Linked DNA regions of Mus musculus: region 2 is linked to region 1. Evidence: chromatin contacts called from public HiChIP or PLAC-seq data. All regions are on one chromosome and are shown on one strand. The core of a region is the stretch at or near the end of the contact, and the rest is flanking DNA. Distances in the headings are between cores, read along the strand shown. Region 1 overlaps Gm40816 (a long non-coding RNA gene). Region 2 has its middle 100 kb from the start of B3gnt2.

Evidence for each region. HiChIP or PLAC-seq counts read pairs in DNA pulled down with a chosen protein or histone mark.
Region 2: a contact with region 1 is called in an H3K4me3 HiChIP or PLAC-seq map of the SCID.adh cell line, with 13 read pairs. The contact joins two enhancer-like sites. A contact is called at or near these places in 2 of 484 Hi-C or Micro-C datasets (embryonic stem cells and germinal center B cells), 3 of 115 datasets of contacts at active chromatin or transcription factors (CD8 T cells, the SCID.adh cell line and embryonic stem cells) and 1 of 9 other capture datasets (embryonic stem cells).

The regions. Positions count from the first base shown.
Region 1 is chr11:22,663,496-22,668,199 of GRCm38.p6, reverse strand. It overlaps Gm40816 (a long non-coding RNA gene), which reads right to left. Exons shown (of 3, transcript XR_872306.2): 3 at 1,676-2,101. Among named protein-coding and RNA genes, the nearest start is that of Gm40816, 12 kb to the right of the region's middle. Within about 2 kb of position 1,524, at least 67 of the 459 cell types and tissues checked have an H3K27ac peak or open chromatin away from gene starts, as enhancers often do. A contact at or near this core is called in the SCID.adh cell line, where this site is marked.
Region 2 is chr11:22,755,082-22,759,786 of GRCm38.p6, reverse strand. It overlaps the pseudogene Gm12057. Among named protein-coding and RNA genes, the nearest start is that of B3gnt2, 100 kb to the left of the region's middle. Within about 2 kb of position 3,441, at least 24 of the 459 cell types and tissues checked have an H3K27ac peak or open chromatin away from gene starts, as enhancers often do. A contact at or near this core is called in the SCID.adh cell line, where this site is marked.

The DNA of each region.
Region 1 (4,704 bases), core at 275-2,774:
TGATGCACAGAACCACACAAAGGTGGAAGGAAAGAACCCACCTAGAGTCGTCCTCTGGCCTCCCCATGTGAACCTCACCCCCACGTCATGTATATTCGTGTGCTCAATACACGCATGTACTCAGACACAAGAAGTCTTTTAATTAAAAAAAATCAAGCAATAAGCAAAAGTTTACTTTATTTATTATAACTTTCATAAGTTATATTTGTAGTTGGTAAATGTCATTCCAGCCACTATAGCAACATGAGTAGCTATAATGAATGATGCTCCTGGCACCCTTCCACTCACTGTAAAGTATGTTTAAGGACAAATTTCAACAAGATTAAAATTCAACTAAGCTGTAAAACAATGAAAGTAATTTAAGATTGTCTAAATATGTGGCATCTCAGACTCAAACTTTGATCAGATATCACAGTATGCATAGAAAATTATACAGTAAAATTGTGCACAGAACACCACTAGCTACTGTTCAAAACACCAAAGGCCTGATAGTGCTTTAGTTAGACTCTCCAACAGGATTCTGTTCTGTGTGAATAAACCCTGTCCGCCTCACCATTCCTGCACACTTAGCCGGTATACGCCATCCTCAGCAATGCTAGCAAGGGCAGAGAGAAAGCCCAAGTCTAAATTTTATAATGTTAAGCTAAGGCGTGCCCAGGGGATAGGAAACCATGAGCTAGACTCTTCTTTATTTTTTTTAAACATACATTTATTTTGGGGCATTTGGAGAGAGGTACACCACAATTTACATGTAGAGGTCAGAGGACAACTTATGGGAATCAGTTCTCTTTTACCAGGTGGGTCCTGGGGACTGAACTCAGGTCTCCACACTTTGCAGCAAGTGCCTTAATCCCTTGAGCCATCTCATCAGCCCCAGATTTTCCTGATGAAGAGTATTCATGATGGTGCTTATGAAACTTAAGAGTAAAAGGATTCTAGTAAATTAAGATCAGAGAAGCTAATTGAATTGGTCAATGCAGTATGTTTATAAGTCATTACCAGAAGTAATAACCACATATGGCAGGATAGGATGCTAGAGAAAGAAAGCCTTTCCAGGTAAAGGGCTAAACAAACTGTTCATCTAAGGGAAAAACACACCCAAAGAGTGCTTCCTGTATTATACCATTTAATAGCATCTTGTTATGTTTTTTATTTAGATATGACATTCTTGAAATAAAATTAACCAAAAGCAGATTCATATAGTTGGGAAGATGGGTCAGTGGGCAAGAATGCCCCCTTTGCAACCACAAAGACTTGAGTTTAAATACCCAGCTCCCATGTAAATAGGAGCTCATAACCTCAGCACTGGGGCCAGAGTGGGCAGATCTGGAGAGCTTGCTGGCCAGCCAGTCTAGCCAAATGGTGAGCTTCTTGTTCAGTGAGACAGTGTCTCAAAGCAATCAGATAGGGGCAGAGGTGCAGTAAACACAAAAGCCTACTCTGGAGTACCACATGGGCCTCTCTGTACACCCACTTGTATCTCTCATATGGGCATGTGCACCCACACCCATATCAAACAATAACATCTCTCTCCTAAAACCAACAATCACAGTACTGGTTACAAGAGGTAAGGCATCGATGGGAGCAGGATGAAATGGTTGTGGCTGTGAAAGTGTGACAAGAGGGCTCTGGTGGGGGCGCTATCTGTGTACTGACTACAATGTGCATATCTTGGTTTTTTGGTTTTTTTTTTTTTTTTTTTGTGATCTTTCGTGGCGTTTACAGTTCTGGAGATTGAACCCAGAGCCACGAGACTGTTAAGCATGTGCACACCTGTAGACCCAGTCTCTCCCAGCCAACAGGAAGGGCTTGCCCATGTTAGGAACCTGTTCTTGGGCAGCCCTCCCTGGCATTGCTTCTCTGCTCATCCCCTTAACCCTGAGTCCACGTCTCCTGTCAGAACGGCCTGTATGTGAGGTTACAAAGGTTGAAGGGAAGTCCCGGCAACAGATTTCAGGAAGTAGAGATCTAAAGCCACATCATTCTGTAGTGTGCTCAGCTTTATGCAATCCAGCTGTCTGCATGCTGGGCTCAAAAACTCCTGCTTCCTGGCAAAATGACAGGAAGAGAAGTAACCATATATGTATTTCCTGCCCACTACCTGGAACAGACAGACAAGAAAAGAGGAACTGTAAAATTTGAACACTATAACCATTATGTAGCCACGTGCCTCTTCCCTTCACTCCTCTTCCCTGTCCTCCTCCCCTTTCCTCTCCCTCTCCCCCCCTTCCTTCATCTTTCATTCCTTCCCTCCCCTCTCCTATTCTCTCCTCCCCTCTCCTCCTCTCCCCTTTCCTCCTCTTCCCTTTCCCTTCCTTCTTCCTCTCCCCTCCCTTCTTCCCCCCTTTCCGTCTTCCCATTCCCTCCCCTCCTTTTCCCTCTCCCCTCCCCTCCCCTTTCCACACCTTCCCTTCCTTCCCTCCTCTCTCTTATTCTCTCCTCCCCTCTCCTCCTCCTCTCCCCTCTCCCTCTTCTCTTTCCCTCCCTGCCCCTCTTCCCTTCCCCTTCCCTCTTTCCCTTCCCTCTTCCTCTTTCCTCCCCTTTTCTTTCCCCTTTTCTCACCATCTCCTTTTCTTTCTAGCTTCTCATGTAGCTCAGGATACTCTCACACTCACTATGTAATGCAGGAAGACCTTAAAATTCTAATCCTCCTGTCTCAACCTCAATCTCCTAGATGCTGGGAAGACAGTATGTTTCACCATGTCTGGCTTATACTAAATTTTCTCAAAAGTTAGCAACTCTGCCTCTTTCTTCTGACCTTGGAGACTGTGTGGATCTTCAGGGGTCAAGTGTGACTGTTATTGAGTGGATGAGGTGACACCTGTAGTTAAAGGACACTTCTGTCACAACTTGGTGGGATAGAAGCCTGGTGAGAACATTCTCCTGACAATGCTGACGTCTTTTGTTTGCTGCCACAGCATCCCCAACCCTGCCTCCAACCCCTGGACTGGCTCCCTTATAGTACCGAATGTGCCTCCTAATGAGAGGGGATAGATAGGGGAAGGGGGCAGGGGGAAGGGGAGGGAAAGGGGAAGAGGGAAAGGGAGAGAGAGAGAGAATGGATTTTTTGTAGGTGTGTTCGAAGCAACAAAGGGTTCAAGTATACAGAATTGTATAACAAAGTTGAAAAACCCTCTCCTCTAAGTCCCCGTGCCCCCAGGTAACCCTGGTCGGTGTTTGAAGCAGGACGTAGGACTCCATAGGTAGGAGAAATACAAGTTTGCAAAACTAGGATCATATTCTGAATGTCGATTTCCATGAAAAAAGCAGTATTTTTTTTACTTGAATAGAACAGTAGAAAAAGAATCAAAGCAAAACTTAGAATTATCAAGCCTGCTGCCTCTTCAAATCAAGATATAATTGCTCTTTAAAGATGAATTATTCTAGAATTAAGACCAGTGACAGTTTAAAATATCCACTAGGAAGTTTAATTTGCTATTTTTCCAAACTCAGCTTCAATGTGAAGCTGTTTTCCACATTTCTCTTGTCACAATGCCTCACTGTGCTGACCAGGCTCCACTGCTGATGCCTAAGCCTTGCCTCAGTTTTCTGTTGTTGTTGTTGCTTTTTTTTTTTTTTTTAAGATTTATTTATTTATTATATGTAAATACACTGTAGCTGTCTTCAGACATTCCAGAAGAGGGAGTCAGATCTCATTACAGATGGTTGTGAGCCACCATGTGGTTGCTGGGATTTGAACTCTGGACCTTCGGAAGAGCAGTCGGGTGCTCTTACCCACTGAGCCATCTCACCAGCCCTGTTGTTGCTTTTTTAACTGTGCTTCCTGCTGCTATGTTCTGGACTCAGTGTATCTGTGTTATCTCAGAATTATGGATTGAATTGTATCTTTCTCTGGAGGGGAGAGAAAGAGTGTGTTGTTCTCAAAATAGGTCTTACTTGGAAATAAGATTGTTAAAGAGGTAATCAAGTTAAAATGAGGTAATTCGAGTGGGCCCTATTATAAATAATATTATTAAAAGGGGATATCTGGACACAGGCATGTAAAGAGCAAGAGAGGGTGAAGTCTGTTAGCATTTTGTCTAGGCTCCGCCCCACAGCTACCTGGCAATAGCCAGGTTGGCCTGCCTCACTATAAAATGGGCTGCTTGACCCCTCCTCTTTCTCCTGCCTTCTTGCTCTCCCTCAGTCCTCTCCCTCCTGCTTCGCCTCTCTCCCCATTCCCTTCTCCCTTCTCTCTCCATGTGCTCATGGCCTGCCTCTATTCCTTCTCTCTCTCTCTCTCTCTCTCTCTCTTTCTCTCTCTCTCTCTCTTTCTCTGTTTGCCTCTCTGTCTCTACTACCCTCTCAACTCCACTCCCCATCCCTGAATAAACTCTGTACTATACCATCATGTGGCTGGTCCCTGGGGGGGAGGGGGGGAAGGGATGCCTCAGCATGGGCTGGTTGAAGCATCCCTTTCTTTCCCCATACCCGACTGCACATCCACCAAACATATTCCTCCCCTTTCTAACTTTTTATAAAACACAACATTTGGTGCTGTAACTCAGACTTAGAAATTCTGCAGGTTCATATCCCCCCTGCTACCACATGAAGAGCCATCACCCACTAGCCCACTTTGGAAAACAGGTAAGCTCCACTCCCCCACTGGTCAGAGTAAATGTCCCCATGGTCCCAGGGGAGAGTTCTTGAGCTCAAAGCCACTTCTGTGCTGCCCTTGAGGATGGAGACATTCAGTCTTTATGA
Region 2 (4,705 bases), core at 2,192-4,691, 90 kb before region 1:
GAGATGATGAAGATGGAGATGGTGATGTTGATGGCACAACTGGGAAGAAGAAGAAAAAAGAAGAGGAAGAAGAGAGGACCAAAAGTTCAAATAGACCCTCCCTCAGTTCCAATACGTGACCTGTATCCTAATGGTGTATTTCTCAAAGAACAAGAATGTGAATACCCACCCACACAAGATGGCGAACAGCTGCTTGGAGAACCACACGTGAAGAAAAAGGGCCCTAGACCAGGCTAGGAGATTTGGAACAACCTCCAAGAAGCTACAGAAGCACATCAGCAAGTTAGGAGATACATCATGAGCTGGATCAAGCCTGCAATGGCGATGATGGAAATCTGTAAAAAGTTAGATGACCGTTCCTGAAAGCTAATAAAGGAAAATGGGTTAAATGCAGGCCTGGAATTTCCCACCGGGTGTTCTCTCAACAACTGTGCTGCACATAACACTCCTAACGCTGGTGACACAACAGTCTTACAGTACAATGACATCTGTAAGATAGACTTTGGGACACTTATAAGTGGTAGAATAATTGATTGTGCTTTTACTGTTACTTTTAATCCCAGATATGACACATTATTTAAAGCTGTAGAAGATGCCATTACTTCTGGTATAAAGTGTGCTGGGATTGACGTCTGTCTCTGTGATGTTGAGGAGGCTATTCAAGAAGTTATGCAATCCTATGAAGTAGAAATAGATGGGAAGACATATCAAGTGAAACCCATACATAACTTAAATGGACATTCAATTGGGCCATATAGAATTCATGCTGGAAAAACAGTGCCCATTATGAAAGGCAGGGAAGCTACAAGAATGGAGGAAGAAGAGGTGTATGCCATTGAGACCTCTGGGAGCACAGGGAAGGGTGTGGTTCATGATGACATGGAAGGTTCACACTACATGAAAAAGTTTGATGTGGGACATGTGCCAGTAAGGCTTCCAAGAACAAAACACTCATTAAATGTCATCAATGAAAACTTTGGTACCCTTGCCTTCTGCCGAAGGTGGCTGGATCGCTTGGGAGAAAGTAAATACTTAATTGCTCTGAAGAATCTATGTGACTTGGAGATTGTAGATCCATACCTACCACTGTGCCACTGTGTGACATTAAAGAATCAAACACAGCACAGTTTGAACACACCATATTGTTCCGTCCAATCTGTAAAGAAGTTGTCAGAAGAGGAGATGACTATTAAACTTAGCCCAGAGCCAGCTCAAAGTCTTTATTTTCTAAGGTTTCTTGGGACACATTATACCACAAATAATTTGCAACATGTTGTCTATTTTAACAATAGACCTGAGCAATACTGTTATCCCTGTTTAAAGGAGTTTGATCAAAGGCAAACTGTCTGCATATAATTAAGGAAAAGGATTTCGAGACTTTAATGTTAACCGTTTCTCCCATCTAGGAAATTCTGTACTGCTCACTAGTTAGGAATTACTTACACATTTTGTTTTGAAGACCTAAGAGATGCTTTTTGGATATTTATATTGCCATATTCTTATTTGGATGCTTTATAGCTACATACATCCAGTTCTATACTTATGCCCTCTGGTATTGCATTTTAACCTTCTTGGAATCCATTTTCTAAACAGTAAAGACATTTTCAGATCAGAGAGAGAGAGAGAGAGAGAGAGAGAGAGGGAGAGAGAGAGAGAAGGAAAGAAGGGAAGAAAGAAAGAAAGAAAGAAAGAAAGAAAGAAAGAAAGAAAGGGAAAGAAAGAGAGAAAGAAAGAAAATGAAAGAAAAGGAAAGAAAAATACCTCTATCATATTGGTGTATAGACAAGTATGTGAGGCATTTTCTTGATCTTACACCCTGGACAGTTGGTCTTGGAGTGTATAAGATAGCATACAGGGCAAGCCAGTAAGCAGCATCCTTCTGTGATCTCCGTTTCAGTTCCAGCTTCCAGGTTCCCGTGCTTTGGTCATGGTGTGTTGTGTTTTTAATCACAACAATAGAGAACAAGGAAAGACAAATACATAAAGGGTTTTGATTTGGGGTGGGTTTTTGTTTGTTTGCTTGTTTGTTTGTTTGTTTGTTGTTTTAGACAGAATTTTATGAAGCCCAGGCCAACCAACCTTGAACTCTTGCCCCACTTTCCAAGGGCTGTAATAATGGCATGTGCCATCATGCCCAGCTCCAAAACATGTATCTTTTCATTTTAATAAGGCAACTGTATCCCTTTATTTTTTTTTTATAATTCTGTGCTATATTTTAAGGTCTTTCTTCCTCCCATTGCCCAAATTGCTGATCCATGTTTCTTCTTTGTCCATGGGTTCCGGGATGCTTGATTTTGATCGTCAACTTGACTAGATTAAAAGCTATCAAGGTTCTGTAGAAATGCACCTCTGAGTATGTTTGTGGGGAGAGACTTACGATGAATGTGAGCAGCACTGTCCAGTGGACTGTGAGCTGGGATAAAGGGGAACTGGAGGAAGAAAACAGTGAGCCCTTTCTCCAGTAGAGGCAGTGAGCCTAGCCTGTCACTGTTGCGGTGGCCACCGATGTTAGACTCCACCCTTTCAGCTCTGGGAAGCTCCTGAGCCTTTAGCCTTGTCTTGGAACTCAGACTTTTAGTCTGAGCAGCCACTGGGCTCTTTGTCTCTCCAGCATGTACACAGCCCTTATAGGACCACCTCACCCTTATTCTATAAGCCAACTCAAAAAAGCCCTTTAGGCCACTCGATTAGTTCTGATCCTCTAGAGAACCTTAATACAAGTTTTTTGAACTAATCTAAGTTTTTAATTAGAATATCATGGTTTTAGTTTCAGGGAAAAAAAAGTATGAGTCTGGTATAAAAACTGTCCTTCATGCATGCTTGACAAACATTCTACCACAAACCACATTCCCAGCCTTAGAAATAATGGCTATGAGATAACTATAACACTGTCCTCAATTACAAGGACTAGTTCTCAAGTCCTATGTGAAATGTGCAAGACAGAAGCAAAGCCAACTCATGAATAGCCCTCATTGTGACAAGAAATAGAGTGTTGCTTTTGTAAGCCACGGAACTTCGAAGGCTGGAGGCCAGAAGGCACAGTCTGAGAGCTAGGGTGTAGCTCAGTTGGTAGATTGCTTGGTCACTGTGCTTAAAGCCTTGGGTTCAGTCACCAGCACTCCATAAACTGAGTGGCACTGGGTCTGTGATCACAGGCAGGCAGGAGGATCAGAAGGTTATTCTTGGGTGCTGTGGTGGTTTGAATAAGAATGTCCCCTGTAGGCTCCTGTATTTGAATGTTTGGTCATTAGGGAGTAGCACTATTTGACAGGGATTGGGGGATACAGCCTTGCTGGAGGAAGTGTGTCACTGAGGGTGAGCTTGGAGATTTCAGAAGCTGCCTGTGGATCTGGTTATAGAACTCTCAGTTCCATGTCTGCCTGTGTACCACCATGCTTCCTGCCATGCTGATAACAGACTAAACCTCTGAAACTGTAAGCAAGCACCAGGGAAATACTTTCCTTTTTGAGAGTTGCCATGGTTATGGTGTCTCTTCACAATAGAACACTGACTAAAATAGTAAGGCAAGGTCATCCCGGTCTACATCAACAAAACTCTGTCTCAACAACTCCAAACTCTCAAACCAAACCACCACCAACAAAATCCCTTGCCTGTATTAGTACACTTAGCTCTTGCTAGAGCAAGATTTAGCTACGATCATTCTCCAACTCATCTCAAGAAACAGGCCCAGAGATGGTAATGAGCCAGCCCTAGGGTCACACAGCTTCGACAGAACTCCTGTCCAGCCCCAGGTGATCTGTGCTGTGTGTTGTTAGCCTTTTTTCATCCAGGTTCATGTCGACCCTGTGATGCCTCTGCTGCAGCCTCCCAAGTGCTGGGATTACAGTGTGTCCTTCCACAGCTGCTTCCATCTTTTTGACCTTTTTTTTCTATTTATTTTTATTATATATGAATATCATATACATACTGGCTATCTCTCCAGTACTCCCTCATTTTACTTTTTGATTCCCATGTCATTGGGTCATGATGTGAGATGTGGAGGAGAGGTCCTGAGCACGTGAAGAGAGAAACAGGAATTCAAAGGGAAAAGAGATTGTCAGAAGGACAGAAACTCAGTAAATGATCAAAGGCAATGACAGTCTCTAAGGTTCTGCCAGATCTGACTCTATCATCCTGGGCCATTTAAAACTTCCTCACCATAATTATAAATCAGGTGTGTAGCAAGGCTCTAACCCGTGAGATCCAGGTGTGGAATGCCTGAGTCTTAGCTCTCACATTTATTCCTTTCTTTGTTACCTTATGCTTTTTCTAGCTGGGTGTGATAGTGCATGTTTTTAGTTCCAGCACTTGCAAGGCCAAGGCAGGCGGATCACTTTGTGAGGTCAAGGCCAGCTTGGTCTACAGAACAAGCTCCAGCCAAGGCTGCACTGTGACACACTGTCTCAAAACAGAAAATACAGATTTTCCTCTCACTTCCTGTGTTGCTTGGCCAGAGGCCCTTCCTGTATAGTGTGTATGCTACACTTCCTGAGCCATATCATATCCACACAAAATCACTCTCTCACCTGACAGACCTGGCTGAGTGTGAGGCCTCCTCTTCTGTTGGTGGGGGCAGTTCTATAGCAGCTGGCTTCCCTTGCCACACAGAAAGGCTGGCAGCCATCTAACTCTTCTGTAATGCACTTGTTCTTTTTGTCTGGTAGCTTGTATAAATTTTTTTTAGCTCAACAGGTAAGAAATTTTA